Linked DNA regions of Sus scrofa: region 1 is linked to region 2. The links are chromatin contacts, called in public HiChIP or PLAC-seq maps. All regions are on one chromosome and are shown on one strand. The core of a region is the stretch at or near the end of the contact, and the rest is flanking DNA. Distances in the headings are between cores, read along the strand shown. Region 1 holds the start of PXN (paxillin). Region 2 holds the start of RPLP0 (ribosomal phosphoprotein large PO subunit).

Region 1 (3,682 bases), core at 48-2,547, 55 kb before region 2:
CTCTTTGTCTGTCTTGCTTTTTCTTCTTTCTCTTTCACAGGCATTACTCCAGCTCTATCTCAGCATCTGCTTCCTAGAAGACCTGACCTGACACAGAGGGTCTGGAGGGCTGGATTCTTGTGGGAAGGGGAGCCTGAAGCTGTGCTTACAGAGCACTTTTACCTAAAATCAACAAACTATTATTGTCCCATCCAAAGTGTGTGGAAGTGCTGATACTAACAACCATCTCTATGAGAATTAATTTAATATAGTATCTGGAAGTTCCTGTCGTGGCGCAGTGGTTAACGAATCCGACTAGGAACCATGAGGTTGTGGGTTCAATCCCTGGCCCTGCTCAGTGGGTTAAGGATCCGGGATTGCTGTGAACTGTGGTGTAGGTTGCAGACACAGCTGGGATCTGGCATTGTGGCTGTGGTGTAGGCTGGCGGTTACAGCTCCGATTAGACCCCTAGCCTGGGAACCTCCATATGCCGCGGATGTGGCCCTCAAAAAGACAAAAGACAAAATAATAATAATAATAATATAGTATCTGGGCCTCAATAAATGGCAGCTGTTGTTATTACCCAATTTCTGAGTCTGTGGGAGCAGAGCCCTTCTAGGGTCTGGGGTGGCAGTGGGATGTTTCAGGAAACTGTGCCCAGCACTGGATACTTCTCCGTAGCTTTTCTTTAATGTCTAAGATGGGGTCCCTTCTGCTCCTTGTGGAGTTTTGGAAAAGTCTTTCTCCAGGGAGGGAGGATATGTAGAGGATTAAGAGATATCCAACCGCAAAAGAATTGAGTCTGTCCCCAAAGGCTGGACTGCGAGCTGCAATGCCATTGATCCAGAGGGCGACCCCCGGAAAGGTCCTCCAAATATTCCAGTTTCTCCTGGCACTGATTAAGGATCCTCTCGGGAGGTGACTTACTGGGACATAGGCGGACGAATCTGACTTTCCAATGGACAGACATACGATGAGCGAGTGATTGGTGGATGGACAGACACAGGTCAGACTGTGAGATGTCAAGACAGGCAGGTGGATCTCTCAGCCAGACAGTCAGGCATGTGACTGAGACTGACAGAAAGACTGACAGAGGGCCAGGCCTGGGAATCTCCCACCCTCCGGCTCTGCCGCGAGAGGGCGCCGCCGCCCCGCCCAGTGGAGCCCACAGTCCGGGCTAGGCGCGCGCTCGAGGGCCAGCGACGGGGGCGGGGCCAGCGTGCGCGCGGGGCGGGACCGGCATGCTCGCGGGGGCGACCACGGGCGATTCGCGCGGCGGGACAGCGGGGGCGGGGCGCGCGTGCTCGCGGGGGCGGCCGGGGCGGGGCGCGCGGCGGGCGCGGGCACGCGCGGCGGCGGCGCGTTCCGTTCCGGGCCGAGGCTCGCGGCGGAAAAGTTGCACGGCGGAAAGGAGCGGCCCTGGGACGGGCAGTAAGCGCGACGCGGAGCCGGTTCCCGGCGCCTGCGGCCACGCCATGGACGACCTCGGTGAGTGAGCGGAGGCCGAGGGAGGAGACAGCAAAGGGCGCGCGGCCCCGGGCCGGGCGGGCGCGAGCGAGCGAGTGGCGGGCGGAATCCCACCTCCCGCGGCCCGGGTCTTGGTTCTGGTTCCGGCTGGCCGGAGCCCTGCGGGGTCTGGATCCCCGGCTGGGCCTGAGTCCTGGGCCAGGCCAGCCTCGCCGCCGTCCTCTCAGCTCCCAGCCCCCAGCCGCGAGTACAGCCCCACCTCCGGACCCCCAACCTCGGGGATCCAGCCCCATTTCCCAGAGCAACCCCAGGGACGAGCTTGCAGGTCAAGGACCCTCCGTGTCTGCCTCAGGGACGGGCCCCCCACTGCGTGATGTGACCATCTTCCCAGCTATGGGACCCTCACTTCACAGACTGCTCCCCCACCCCCATCGCACAAATGGAACACCCAACTTGGGGATCAGCTGCCTAATCTCACAGGATGGGCCCTCAATTCCAGGACCTGCTTCCACCCCCTCTGAGGACCACCCTCGTCGCGCACACCCCACTTTAGGCATAGCCTTTCCGAACGACCCCTTCATTTCATAGATCAGATTCACGAGTTCTGAATGAGGCTCCAATAACCCCATCCCCACAAAGACAAGTTTCCCATCCGCCCCACTAACTTCCCATTTAATTTCCCTGCCAGCCCTGGCCACTCTGTGGACCAGCCCCTCCCCTTGCATATCACAGACCAGCCTAATCCTAGAAAAGTAAGCTGGGGAGACATGACTCTCCTCTGACTCTCAGACTCCGGTGAAATGCCAGGGGAATGAGGTGGGAAGTGGGCCCTTGAGGTATGGTCCTCTCTGAACTTGTCCATACTAGTGGGGTTCCTCTACCCTCCCCCCCCAGAATCAGAACTTGCAGGAGGCACACAGGTAAGGAGGACACGATGCCCAGAACAGAGTTTATACTGTTTTCATGTTACTGGAGCGCCCACACTCCTCCCTTCAGTCTAGTCTCGATCTGATGTTAGGACAGGGAAAGGTATCTCCTGGGACTGGGGGACACTCAGCCAACCCAGGGGGCTTGTTGCCAGGGTTCTAGGAAGGCCTTGAGTGGCGTGGAACTTGGGGTGGGAGAATTCACTCTCCCTCCTTCACAAAGTCTGTAACTGGAGGGCCTCTGAGCCTGGGAGTTGAGAGGAGGGGGAGTTGCTTCTCTGTAGGAGCCTTGTCTTCCCTCCATGGACTGTGAGTGGCTTGTGTGACCACTGATGCTTTCTCTGTCCCGGGCTCTGAGGAGTGGATTCATCAGACAGGACTGATGGGCTTCCCCAAGCGCACAGGGCACTATATTAAGACTGGCTATTTGTAGGCACTGAACTTCCAAGGGGAAAGGGAGGAGGATTGGGATTTGATTGCTTCCCAGAAGCTTCCTTTGGGTATCTGGGTGCCTCTCCCTGGCCCCTGAGATCCTGGAGTGGGGATGGTGTATGGTTCTGCCTGTTTTGCAGAGTGCGATGGCTGCCAAGCATAGTTCTGCCTTTGGGTCAGGCTTGGCACCCATTTTTCGAACACACTCAAAGTTGGCATGCCTTCCAGGCAGGTATTTTTTTCACATAAAAATAACTGAGCTGAAAGGAGGCTGGGGGATATTTTTCAAATCAGGATCTGAAAGTCTCCATGGTTTCCCAGTGGGGCGACCTCCTTTTCAGAGTGACAGTTTCTGAAATGCTGATGTGGTTCTGTTGCTTCCAGACAGTCCCCGTGCTGTTTGAAGGACTGAGAAAGTCTTTGCAGAGTTCGTAGTTGAAGCCTGGAATTCCTGTCCTCTGACAGCCTTCCATTTAGGGCCAGGAAAGTGAGTTTGTCTCTGAAAGGAAAGAAAGTGTCCTGGCAGAGCAGATTGTAGGAATTTAAATTTGCTGTTCCTGGAGTACTTCCCCATACCTCAGCTCATCCTGTCCTCACAGCAACCTTTTCTGAGAGCCCATTTAGGGTCACGGCTGTCATTATGACCGTCTTTTACAAATTGAGAAAAATGAGGCTAAGAGAGGCTGATTCACTTGCCCAAGGCTGCACAGCCACAGAGTGACGAAATCATGGCTGGAAGCCCAGTCCCTAGCTCCTAGATCTGCAGCTGTGTACCACGAGGCCTTTCTTCCTGAGGAGGGGTCACAATGGGGGTGACGGCTGCCACCTGTAACTTCTGCTACCTTCCACCATGGGCTCCCCAGTTGTCTGGATCCGG
Region 2 (3,673 bases), core at 787-3,286:
CCCCACCCCCCCAAAAAACCAACATATTTATTGGGAATTCTCTTGTGGCAGGACAGGTTAAGGATCCGGCATTGTCACTGCAGCAGCTGCAGGGATTGCTGCTGTGGCGCAGGTTCGATCCCTGACCCAGGGAATTTCCATGTGCTTGCAGCCAAAAAAAAAAAAAAAAAAATTATTGATACAGGTACAATTTTTCAAATAAGTGTTGAATGATGAATAAAATAAGCTGACATCCGGGAGTTCCTGTTGGGGCTCAGTGGTAACGAACCTGACTAGTAACCATGAGGATGAGGGTTTGTTCCCTGGCCTTGCTAAGTGGGTTAAGGATCCAGCATTGCCGTGAGCTATGGTGTAGGTTACAGACATGGCTCAGATCCCGTGTTGCTGTGGCTGTGGCACAGGCCAGCAGCTACAGCTCCAATTCCACCCCTAGCCTGGGAATTTCCACATGCAGCCCCCTGGCCCTAAAAAAAAAAAAAAAATTAAAAAATTAAAAAATTAGGAGTTCCTGTTGTGGCTCAGTGGTTAATGAATCAGACTAGGATCCATGAGGTTGTGGGTTCGATCCCTGGCCTTGCTCAGTGGGTTAAGGATCTGGCGCTGCCATGAGCTGTGGTGTAGGTGGCAGACACCGCTCAGATGCCGTGTTGGTGTGGTTGTGGTGTAGGCCAGTGGCTACAGTGCCCATTAGACCCCTAGCCTGGGAACCTCTGTATGCCCTGGGTGCGGCCCTGGAAAAAGACAAAAAGACAAAAAAATTTTTTTAAATTAAAAAATTAAAAAATAAGCTGACATCCACAGTGATTTCCTCCTACATTCCAGGAATTGTGTTGTCCTAACACATATCTCGCAGTAATCCTCATAACAGTTCTAGAATGTGAATACTATTATCTCCATTTTACAGATAAAGAAACAGAGTCAGCAAGGTGAAATCGCTTCCTGAGATGACACAACCAGCAAGTGGCAGAACAAGAATATGGATCCAGGTTATCTGATTGCAAACCCTGCATTCTTTTCTTCAACAAATATTTAGCATATGCCTATTATGCCAGGTATAAGGCAAAAATAGAGACACGAAACAATGTAACAAATTATATAGTGTGCTGTGTAAGTGCTATAGGAACAGAGGAAAGAGGGAGTGGAAGTGGGTTTTCTTTTTTTTGTCTTTTCTAGGGCGTGCAGCATATGGAGGTTCCCTGGCTAGGGGTCGAATCGGAGCTGCAGCCAGCAGCCTACGCCAGAGCCACAGCAACGCGGGATGCGAACCGCGTCTGCGACCTACACCACAGCTCTAGGCAACGCGGGATCTTTAACTCACTGACGGAGTGCAGGGATCAAACCCGCACTCGAATGCGGGTTTCTAGTCGAATTCGTTAACCATGAGCCACGACGGGAACTCCATATTATTATTTTCCTTTTAGGGGTGGAATGGGGAGCTGCAGCTGCGGATTCGAGCCGCATCTGTGACCTACGCTGCAGCTTGCTGCAAAGCCGGATCCTTAACCCACTGAGCGAGGCCAGGGATGGAACCGGCATCCTCACGGAGATTACGTCTGGTCTTTAACCCGTAGAACCATAATGGAAACTCTGAGACTTAGGTTTTAAAGCATCCCTTTGTTTCCAAAGAGCGAAGAACTGTAGAAGAAACAAGAAACCATTCTGCTTCTCAACCATGTACAATTATTTCTCAGCTCCACGTCATACTCTTCAGCTTGCGACTTGGCCAGGTGACAGAAGGAAACGTGGACTCAGGTCACAAACTCTAGCTTCTCTACACGAGAACAGCTCCAGCCCAGCAGAGGGAAGCACCTCTGAGAAACCTCCTTCCACACACAGCAGTGCTTTCTTTAGCTACCGTGTTTAAAGGCAGCGTCCCGTTGGCTGGAGTGGCAGCGATACCATCCAATGGCTGCATAGATCAACCCAGCTTCTCCAGACAGACGTTGAAGCCAGCCAATAGGCGGGGGCGCTGTCTGCGGCTTTGGATTGGCTGTTTTGTTCACATATAAAAGACTCGCGCCGGCGTACAGCCCTCCTCTCGCCAGGCGTCCTCGTGTGAGGTCTGTTCGTCCGCTGTGGTAGCGTAGGGGACTGGCGGCGGGAGAAATGAGGCTTTCGGGTATATTTTCGGGGGCCGCGGGGTCCAGGCCTCTCTGGCCTGGGGCTCCGCTGGCGGCAAGTCCAGGGCCCGTTCGGGCCGCCGGGCGCGGGAGAGTGGTCTCCTCCCCTAGGCCTCGGGTTTGGAGCCCGCCGCTCCGTGGGGACGCGTGTTGGAGTATGCTGAATTTTCTCTCTTTTTTCTCAGTGACATCGTCTTTAAACCCTGCGTGGCAATCCCTGACGCACCGCCGTGATGCCCAGGGAAGACAGGGCGACCTGGAAGTCCAACTACTTCCTTAAGATAATCGTAAGTGCGGGGTAGGTCTCGGCCGCCCACTGTGGTGCCTTGCCCGGGGCAGTAATAGGGACAACCAGCGGCCAGGTGCTGAGTGCCTGCAGGTGGCCAACCATCAAATTAGGTCGTTTTAGGCAAGTCTTCTTTAATCTTAATAATTTCCTGAGGTCAGCGTTCCTCTGCTTCCTTGTGTTGCAGATAAACAGGCTCAGGCAGGTTAAATGGCTCTTAAGAGTACTTCTAAAGATCTCTGGTCATACTTTTACTTTTTTGTATCCATCTTTGGGGAAGTCTGAGGCACTGAATGATTCATTATAAAGAGGCAAGTTGCTGCAGATTTAGATCCTGTCAAGAAACTAATTCAGTGAATGTTTTCTTTTGGGTGGCCTTGAGGTGGGTCTTCGCTGCCCAGAATTGTTGATCATCAGGTCATGCTGCTCTTTAGGCGTTAGGCAGCTTTGTGGACCTTAGTCCATTATGTTTTCCATTTTTCATGATTTTGAGACAAAAAACTTAAAGGAATTTTTCAATGATCCATACTTGAAACCTAAATTCTACAAGTAATGTTTTGCTGTGTTTGCCTTACTTTGTATTTTCAAAACTGGGTTTTGTTAATGCAGCCATTTTAGTGGATCAGAAACATGCCTTAATTGAGAAAAATTAAGAATGGAAGCTACAATTAAACCTTTGGGTTGAATGTAGAAACATGATCTTACCATTCATACCCCACAAGCAAATCTTAGGCAAATCTGGCTCTCACAGCTCAGGTGCCTGCTAGTAGGAGGAATTGTCTTAACCTCAGACATTTGAAAAGCATAAAAAGGAGTGAGTGAAACGGAAACTTGAGATTGTGGGATTTGGTTTTTCTTGATCCTTTCTTTTTCCTTCTGTTAACATTGCTCGTGTCTGGCTTGTTTGGGCAGCAACTTCTGGATGATTATCCGAAATGCTTCATTGTGGGAGCAGACAATGTGGGCTCCAAGCAGATGCAGCAGATCCGCATGTCTCTCCGCGGGAAAGCCGTGGTGCTGATGGGCAAGAACACCATGATGCGCAAGGCCATCCGAGGGCACCTGGAAAACAACCCAGCCCTGGAGAAGTCAGTCATTCCTCCTGGGCATCTTTGTCCATCCTTCTCCCTTTTCCTGGAGAAGAATGGTGCTCAAAGTTAACCGTCTCTTGTAAACTTCTCTTTGCAGACTGTTGCCTCACATCCGGGGGAACGTGGGCTTTGTGTTCACCAAGGAGGACCTCACTGAGATCAGGGACATGCTGCTG

The links. HiChIP or PLAC-seq counts read pairs in DNA pulled down with a chosen protein or histone mark.
Region 1: a contact with region 2 is called in an H3K27ac HiChIP or PLAC-seq map of skeletal muscle. The contact joins the promoter of PXN here to the promoter of RPLP0 in region 2. A contact is called at or near these places in 4 of 5 promoter capture datasets (fetal liver, fetal skeletal muscle and liver), 27 of 47 Hi-C or Micro-C datasets (alveolar macrophages, blood, embryonic fibroblasts and 13 more) and 2 of 2 datasets of contacts at active chromatin or transcription factors (alveolar macrophages and skeletal muscle).

Annotation. Positions count from the first base shown.
Region 1 is chr14:40,276,400-40,280,081 of Sscrofa11.1, reverse strand. It overlaps PXN (paxillin), which reads left to right and starts at 1,297. Exons shown (of 11, transcript XM_021073143.1): 1 at 1,297-1,468. The coding sequence starts at 1,456.
Region 2 is chr14:40,222,306-40,225,978 of Sscrofa11.1, reverse strand. It overlaps RPLP0 (ribosomal phosphoprotein large PO subunit), which reads left to right and starts at 2,036. Exons shown (of 8, transcript NM_001098598.1): 1 at 2,036-2,060; 2 at 2,306-2,407; 3 at 3,319-3,494; 4 at 3,595-3,673. The coding sequence starts at 2,354.